3 separate regions of the Sus scrofa genome follow, and regions 1 and 2 are each linked to region 3. Evidence: chromatin contacts called from public HiChIP or PLAC-seq data. All regions are on one chromosome and are shown on one strand. The core of a region is the stretch at or near the end of the contact, and the rest is flanking DNA. Distances in the headings are between cores, read along the strand shown.

Region 1 (2,700 bases), core at 38-2,537, 210 kb before region 3:
TGTAGAGTGAAACTGGGGTATGTGAAGGAGGCCAATAAAGCATGTGATTGAGGAATTTTACATAGGCAGCCTTCAAAGCTACACAAGGTGATGGCAAGGATGGGGCAGATAAATTTCATCCAAGGGCTGAAGACTTTAGAAGAAAGGAAAAAAAGGGATTTGAAGAAGACCTCTTGGCTTATACTCATTATTTTTTATGCTGTAGAAGAGTTATTAATAAATTAAAATATATGAGAAAAATAAATTCTAGATAATTTTTTGTGGTTTTAAAAAATATTAGATTTTTTGTGGTTTATAGAAAATATATTAGAAAGAATCTATGCTCATGATAAAACTTTCACATCAGAAGGATAAAAGATGACAAAAGCTTCTCATTCTCCTTTTCTTCCTATTAGCATTTCTCAGCAAATAATCTTGCATATTATTCTAGAAATTTTCTGTACACACACAAATATATACATTTCCTATTAGATCAAATGGGAATCAAACTATATATACTATGACTTACTTGTTACTTCATAGTATCTTGATGTACATTGGGTGCAATTCTGTGTTAGAACATAGAGCCTAACCTTCTGTTTTTAAACAGCTGCCTGATATTCCTCAGTATGGATGCCCCATAGTTTGTTCTAATTAGTCTCATATGGAAGGAGATTTAGATTATTTCTTTTTCTTTCTATTACAAATAATGCTGCAGTGAACAACCTTGTATGTATATCTTCATAGATTCTTTCTTGTATGCTGCCAAGTATCAGCATGAAGAAAAACAGTTTCTCAAATTCATCTTCCATCTATGTTCAAAGATTCTTGTCTTTGTTTCTAGGATGCTTCTCTCTTAAGGTCCAGTCACAATTTGAAATTACTTTTTAAATAAGTCCAACCTCTTTCTGGATTTTCCTCTTTATAGGAAGACTTCATGCAGCCACATAGGTTTTCCTTGAAGACCTCATGTTTTTTTTTTCATCACTAGTCTAGGTCTTTTTAAAATATAAATATTCGCAATTGTTATATATATTTAAATTTATAGAATCTAAACAGGGGCCTCTGTTTATCTGATGATCTATCTGATCCCTCCTCTCTGAATAGTGGATCCTGAGTGGTTTTTGATCCTGGTTGGGCAGTGGGATTTATATATAAGAAAGAATAAAAGAGAAATAATTTTCACATTTCTAGCAAGAGTGTTATGGAGCTTCAACTTCTCATCAGCTGGGGGAGGAGGAGAGTGAGGCTGGGAAGTCTGCCACAATATTTGGCATGGCTGGGCTTCCAGATTGTATCTATTTTTGTAGCTGCACAAGTTGGGAGGAGATTAGAAGGATAGTCAAATTTCCTGCTCCAGGTTGTAAATTGATCAAGAGGTGGAAGGAGCACTAGACTGGGAGTCAGAGGACTTGGTTCATGGTCCCAGATTTCTAAGATATTAATGAGAAGACCTGAGAAGAGTCCCTTCTCTTCTCCAAATCCCTTTTCCCTCAGCTTTGAACAAAGGAGGTTGGATTAATGGGCTGAAATGTCCTTCCATCTCTAATATTTTGTTATTCTGAAGTTCTAGGAATGTTAACTCCATTTTTAAAAACTCTATAAACTGTGAGACTGTTTACCCCTTTATCAAAAAGATTAATTAGGAATATCTCTGTAAATAAATAAGTGTAGGAGTTCCCTCTGTAGAAATTATATTGCAGCAGCTCGTGTTGCTGTGGAGGTGCAGGTTTGACCAGGCCCCAGCAGTGGGTTAAAGGATCTGGAGCTGCTGCAGCTGTGATGCAGGTCACATCTGGGATTCGAGTTCAGTCCCTGGCCCAGGAACTTCCATATGCCGTGAGTGGCCATTAAAAAAAATGCAGAGGTAAATTGGGAGTTGAATCTTTATCCCTGTGCCTTCTGTTTCAAAGCTTTGTGGCCAGCAATAAAGATTGGCTGAGGTGATGTGCAAACTTAGGAAATAAGGTCCTAGAGCCATGTAGTAGCTTCCAGATGAAACCATCCAGATGCCTCAGAAGCAGAGAAATCTGCTTGCATCCCATAGAGAAGATGTGAGGTGGGTGGGTCTAGGCAAGGGTGCACAGGTGAGTGAGTGGTCAGTGTACCTCTTTAAGTGTCCCTCTCAGAGCAGACCATTGGAGAGGAGGTACACCTCTTATTTGTGGCAGGTCTCCTCACCTACACATGTCTGAGGGCACCTTTAGGCCTGGCCCTTCCTAAGCATATCCATCTCTATCTCCAGAGGCCACAGCTGCCATGCATCTTCTTGGAGGATGCTGTATCCCTAGGATGCTTCCAGGATCCTTTCTACTCAAAGTACTCCCTGTGCACTCAGTAGTAAGCATGCTTTCTTCAGAGATTGTTCTAAGAAGACCTTCTACCTTTCCAGGATTCTCTGACTTCTGGAGAAATTGCCAGGCTTGGTCCGTATAGCAAATTTCATCCTTTTTTTTTTTTTTTCTTTTTTTTGGCTGTAAGCAACTCAGACTTTTCACAACAGTAAAAAACAAACAAAACACTAAGCAAGAAAAAGAAAATGTCTTCTATTGGAATAATAGAATCTTTTCTAAGGAACATGTTATGGAAAAATAGGACCAAATTCAAATCAACAAGAAGTATCAAGAACAGTAATAATATCTTGTGATTACAAACAACTTGTTGAGTCCCTTTATAACATAAGCTCCATAGAATGAAGGACCTTGCCAGTCTTGTTAGATG
Region 2 (2,700 bases), core at 8-2,507, 180 kb before region 3:
CTGTGAGATTTAGAGTCTCAGTGTCATTTTTTGAAAAGGAAGATACTGATTTGAAATATTTATTGTGACAATTAAATGAGATTGTAAATGTGAAAGAGCTTTGCAAACTGTAAGATGCCATGAAAACATTATCATTATTGTAACAAAAATGCAAGGGCTTACTAAATTCCCTGTACCCTATCAGTATTACTAGTTGAAAGAGTGCATCAGATTTTTTTATGCTATTCTTAGCCTACGATGCAAGATCTGAATATATCTGGCTTCCTTGCACTGTCCCCCAATATCCACCATCAAGTCTAGTTTATCAACATTATTGATATGCTTCCCAGGATGTCACACTTCATATCTCCTCTGACTCTATCATGAGAACCAAGGGCTTCTACATTTTGGCGGTTGTTGTACCTGATGTATAGAAGGACTTAATACTAATTAACCATTGATTGACTGTTTGACATGGGTATTGGCATTTCTTGGAACTTGGGTGAGGATTTGACAAAATCGCATTAACAGTAGTTACGCTTCACCGCCTTTTTCTTTTTCATGAAAGCTGGCATATGTATTTTTATCAAAGGTGTTAGTGATGACTCTCAGAGTAAAATACTAGTCTGTAAAAATATCTTAAAAAAATAAGCAGTTGTAGTGGAAATTCCTTTGAACTGAGAGCTAGGAAGCCTGAGTTTTCTCATCCCAGCTCTACTTCTGGCTATGAGAATCTGAGCAAGTCTTTTAACATATTTACCTCAGTTTATTCACCTCCTAAGAAGAGATTTAGCAAAGATCTCAGGGGCCTTCCCCGCTTTGAAAGTCTATAATTCTAGGTAGCAGAATGAAATCTCAACCCTATGAAAACGCTTAAAACCACCCAAATAGAAGTTAATAAAATTTAAAAAATAAAATGGTAATATCACTCTAAGGCAGATTAAAGTTAAAAAGGAGTCTGAACACATATAAGAAGTAATTAGTTGAAAAAAGGCACCACATGCAAAAACTAAGACCTAGCCACAACCTGAAAGCTATTAAAACAATGAAAAACTTCCCTGAGCATAAAGTAGTTGACTTTCAATGCCATAAAGAGCTGAAAAGAAAAAAAAAGTTAATTAAATTCTTCATTTTTTAAAACCAGGTAAAACAAATTCAGTGTCAACTGCATTTTAAATAGTACACAGACATTAGAATTAATCTAGTGTAGCTCATGGGCTGCTGGCAGTGAAGACTACCAGAGCTAAGCCTGTCCTAGGAATCCCACGTGTCATCTCGAATGACAGGGCACTGGGGGCTAGTGCAGTTGGGGAGCCAGGCACTGCTTGGCGGAAGTCCCCAGGCTGAGGGCCTTCCACAGTAATCCCCCCGTTTAGCAGGAGCATGGAGCTTGCACGGAGTCCTTCTGGTCAGAGGGGAGGGGTATCAGACACAGCTGACCCCAGTGCAACTCCAGTTGATCAGAACTGGACATGCTGACAGCTCTACATACCTGTTACGTTTGGAACTCACAGCTGCTCATTTCCTGGCAGTTGATAAAAGCCTGGAGCAAATATGTCTGAGAAGAGCTTAGGCAATGTGTGAGAACACTTGATCTAAGCCCTCTGACAGCCTGGAGAAATGCTGAGAATGCCTTACACAGCTTGTTAGTGGGAATTCACAGGCCTTCCATTTTGCATCTAGGTTTACAAAGTGGTTACCTATGAACAGGAAGTATGAAAACAAAACGAGGCAAGCTGACGGAACAACTTGAATCAACACCCTGGTTTATCTTGAGCTGTTCTCCCTTCCACCTGAACAGAACCTCCTATTTCTGAATTTCCTTTTATTTGGATATAAATGGACTGTACTGTGTAGGAACATAAACCTCAAGGATACACCAATCATTCATTTGCTCAACAAAACATTTACCGAGCACCTTCTGTATGCCAGGCACTGACCTATGCATCAGTGAACTTAATGATTCAGATTTCCAGAACAGATTTCCTTTTGTTTTACATATCATCAATATACTATACATGTTCTAGCATGAATATCTGTAACAGACATAAACATGCAATATTTCAAAATTAATTCACGATGTGTTTGTACTTGGAAGCTAATGTATCCAGTCTAGATGGAAGAGTATTCATTTGAAAACTGCAGTTGTAAATTTGAATTCATTATTTGTCATCCAAACCACATTATAACAACATGAAGAGAAATTAAGATGTTATTGTTGGACCTGCTAACCAAATGTGAAAGAATGTTTGACACAACAAGTGCAGGAACATAGCATGAATGTAAAACATGGAATGTTCAGAAAAAGCATCCTCTGACAAGTGATGTTTAAACTGAGCCTGGAGTGTAAGAGGGGTTGGCCAAGCAAAGGGAGTGGAGGAGAGAGAGCATTCCAGGTAGAGAGAACAAAAGGTACAAGGGGACAGATTTCAGAGGGAGAGCAAGTGAATGATGTTACATGATGCAAAAGAGTGGAGGAGAAAAAAGTACAGGAGGGGGCTGGAGCTGTAGATGGGAAGCAGATTCATAGTAGGGCAGCAGAATAAGGAGGTGATGTCATCAGATTTTTATTTAAAAATACTACATTGGACTTTGGTAAAAAGCCTGTTTACTATAGTGTCCAGTTTGTAACCTATTAAAATAATCCAAAGAATTCAGAGAAGAAAAACTGCATTTCTAACAAATAGATTTAGAACTGCAACCTCCAACTCATAAGCAGAA
Region 3 (2,700 bases), core at 100-2,599:
GAGATGAACACCAGCTTCCTAACAAGTCTCTCAGGTGACCCAGGAGCCCTGAGGGCCCCGGGCAGTAGCCAACTCCCAATCAGCAGGCGGGTGGCGGCAGACACTGAGAGAGGTCGCCTTACTGGCAGGCAGCCCCAGGATACTTGGTACTCACTGCTCACATGAAGATTCTGGAATCCCCTTATACGATCCCGAGGTCTGTGGAAAAATAAATTATGGCTCTATGATGAAGATAATCCCAGCAAGGCCTGGTGCCAAGCGGACTTTTCTGCCTGACTTTCCTTCAGGGACAAACATTCTCCAGACACGCCTGCTGACCCAGCACCTCCTCCCTCCCCCAGTGTGTGTGAGAGAGATCACTTTAGAACAGTAAGCTGCCTCCCTCTTTTTACCAGTGGGGGTGGTGCAGCATTTCTCTAACTGCCTCCCCCCCCCCACATTAGAGCAAGAGGTCTCATCTTATTGTCCTCCTGAGCTGGTTTATAGCCAAGTTGTTTTGCTTCTCAATTGCTTTAATCATTTTGAGACAAATGACCAAAAAAAAAAAAAAAATTAATTTTCCGGGGGATATTAGAGACCCTGAGGCCAAACTGGAAAGAATTTTCAAGATCACTTGACTCAAACACTTCCCACTACCAAGAGGGAAACTGAGGCCCAGGTGGGGAAGAGAAATGCTCAAGAGCCCACTGTGACAGCTGGAACTAGAATAAGGTCAGTCTCAACCTCTTCAATAAGACCTTGAAATGTCCAGATTGCCATTACCTACACTCTAGAATGAAGGTCATTTTCCTTCTAGAAAACAGGAGAATGGGTATCAGCTCAGACTAGAAGGTGGTGAGGCAAGAGGAGCCTGGATGAAGAGGGAGACTGTCCCAGGCAGCACATAGTGACATATCAGACACGCAGTCTTCACAGGAGCATTTCTACTAAAGGCTGGGGGAACGGAGTCCCCAAATTTTAAGTAAGGACATCACAAAATTTGTTCCCTTAGGACCTTAATACTTAGCCCAGACAGGGAAGCTGAGGCCCAAATAAGGGTCAGGCATCAAATGAAGGTCACACACAGTCAGGTGGAGGGGGGATTAGGTGCTTGGCCTGAGAGGGTCTGGTCCAGCTCTCTCCTTTGCACTGAATCAGACTATCAGCAATCCCTGTCCTAGGGCTACGAGCCAGTCTTGAACTTGGGACTCTGTCTCAGCTTTCCCTGCAGAGAGTCAGCTGTTCTTTCAGGCCAGTTGGTGCCAGGCTGATACTGCATTCTTCTCCTTGGCCCCTGAGCCAGGGACACGCTTTCCTGCAGCCTGATGCCATCCCCCATGGCGTGATTTCTGTGTAGTGCCTGAGGGAACAGCTGGTTCAGGGGCTGGCAGGCTGGGGCTGAGTCAGGCCTGGCTAGCTCCGTGAGGATCACCTGCCCACCAGGAGGGCTTGAGTTTTACTGCCCTCTGGCCATGTGTCACAGCAGGACATGCTGAACTCTCCCTGTGACTTGAGGACATGGGTCCGGCTGTCCAGGGCAGGTGGGGCAAGAACACTGAAAGCAATCCAGGCAGCGCCCCTTTCCAGGGGGCCAGGCATGCAGCACTGAGACACTGGGCCCGGAACCTGCCCTACAGCCTTGACCACAGAACCCACAGCTCCATACCCAGCATTCCTGGGCTTGTCTAGGAAACCAGCAGACCAGCTCGGCAAAGGATGGAGTGGAGAGAGCTGCCTTTCCCCAAAGAAAGAGTCTAGAGCATCAAGAAAGGAGCACCCTGACCCATGGCCCAGATCCCCCAGCTTCTGTGGGCCAAGGACTTCAAAGATCTCCTAGCCCAAGTCCTTCATGGAACAGGAAAGAAATTGGAGACCCAGAGAGGGGAAGGAGCTTACCCTGGGTCACACAGCAACTTAAAGCCAGGACTGAAATCCAGCCTGCTTTCCAGTCCAGCTCTTAAACCCACAAATGCTTTCAGAGCATGGAGGTGACAGACCTCACTCTGGCCCCTGACAGGTCGCAAGGAGAACATCACTAGGAGCCACCAGGTGCCCTCACAGGGTGAGTGCTACCTGTAAGTCCCTTTACAGAGTGAGGATTGCACAAAACACATATATCTGTTGCCTTTTTAAATACATTCAGCAATCCTACAAGGTGTGTGTGTAATTATCGTCATCGTTTTCATGAAAATTAACCAGGAGGCCCTCACTGGACCTCTCTAGTCATCCTTCCCTTGTCCTTGATTTCCCCTCACTGTCAAGGCCAGTCAATGGACCAGTAAAGCCAGTCATCCCTAGAGGACCCTGGGAAGAGAAGGAAAGGGAGGCATAAAGAGAATTCCAAAGTCTTGAGGACCACAATATGGACTCTTTGAAAACACCATTCGAAACCCTGCTCCAACCACTGAAGGGGAACAGCCTGGGAACATCCAGGGGGCTCACCCTGCAGTCAGCACAGGGCTAGGTGGGCTCACCTAAATCAGAGCTTCCTGCAAGCCTGTCCTGGGAAGGAGCTTGGCCTACAGTAACCCCGGGCCCTCTATTTTTGTCCTATCACACATTCCAGGGCTCTGCTTCCCTCCCCTTCCTCCTCCACTGCCTGAGAGCCAGCTGCCTGTCCATTTGAGGAAGCTGCAATTAGAGCCCTCTGCAGCCTTTCTCCTTGCCAGCCCAGGGGTGCCCTGTTACGGGTGTGCTCTCCCTGTCACTCAGACTCAGCCA

Evidence for each region. HiChIP or PLAC-seq counts read pairs in DNA pulled down with a chosen protein or histone mark.
Region 1: a contact with region 3 is called in an H3K27ac HiChIP or PLAC-seq map of skeletal muscle. The contact joins two enhancer-like sites. A contact is called at or near these places in 1 of 47 Hi-C or Micro-C datasets (skeletal muscle) and 1 of 2 datasets of contacts at active chromatin or transcription factors (skeletal muscle).
Region 2: an H3K27ac HiChIP or PLAC-seq map of skeletal muscle shows a contact between it and region 3. The contact joins two enhancer-like sites. A contact is called at or near these places in 3 of 47 Hi-C or Micro-C datasets (psoas muscle and skeletal muscle) and 1 of 2 datasets of contacts at active chromatin or transcription factors (skeletal muscle).

Annotation. Positions count from the first base shown.
Region 1 is chr1:241,225,663-241,228,362 of Sscrofa11.1, reverse strand. The region is part of intron 4 of LOC106509214 (a long non-coding RNA gene); the gene reads left to right. Among named protein-coding and RNA genes, the nearest start is that of SEC61B, 240 kb to the right of the region's middle. Within about 2 kb of position 1,287, at least 1 of the 83 cell types and tissues checked has an H3K27ac peak or open chromatin away from gene starts, as enhancers often do. A contact at or near this core is called in skeletal muscle, where this site is marked.
Region 2 is chr1:241,198,373-241,201,072 of Sscrofa11.1, reverse strand. The region is part of intron 4 of LOC106509214 (a long non-coding RNA gene); the gene reads left to right. Among named protein-coding and RNA genes, the nearest start is that of SEC61B, 210 kb to the right of the region's middle. Within about 2 kb of position 1,257, at least 3 of the 83 cell types and tissues checked have an H3K27ac peak or open chromatin away from gene starts, as enhancers often do. A contact at or near this core is called in skeletal muscle, where this site is marked.
Region 3 is chr1:241,020,315-241,023,014 of Sscrofa11.1, reverse strand. No RefSeq gene overlaps it. Among named protein-coding and RNA genes, the nearest start is that of SEC61B, 36 kb to the right of the region's middle. Within about 2 kb of position 1,349, at least 9 of the 83 cell types and tissues checked have an H3K27ac peak or open chromatin away from gene starts, as enhancers often do. A contact at or near this core is called in skeletal muscle, where this site is marked.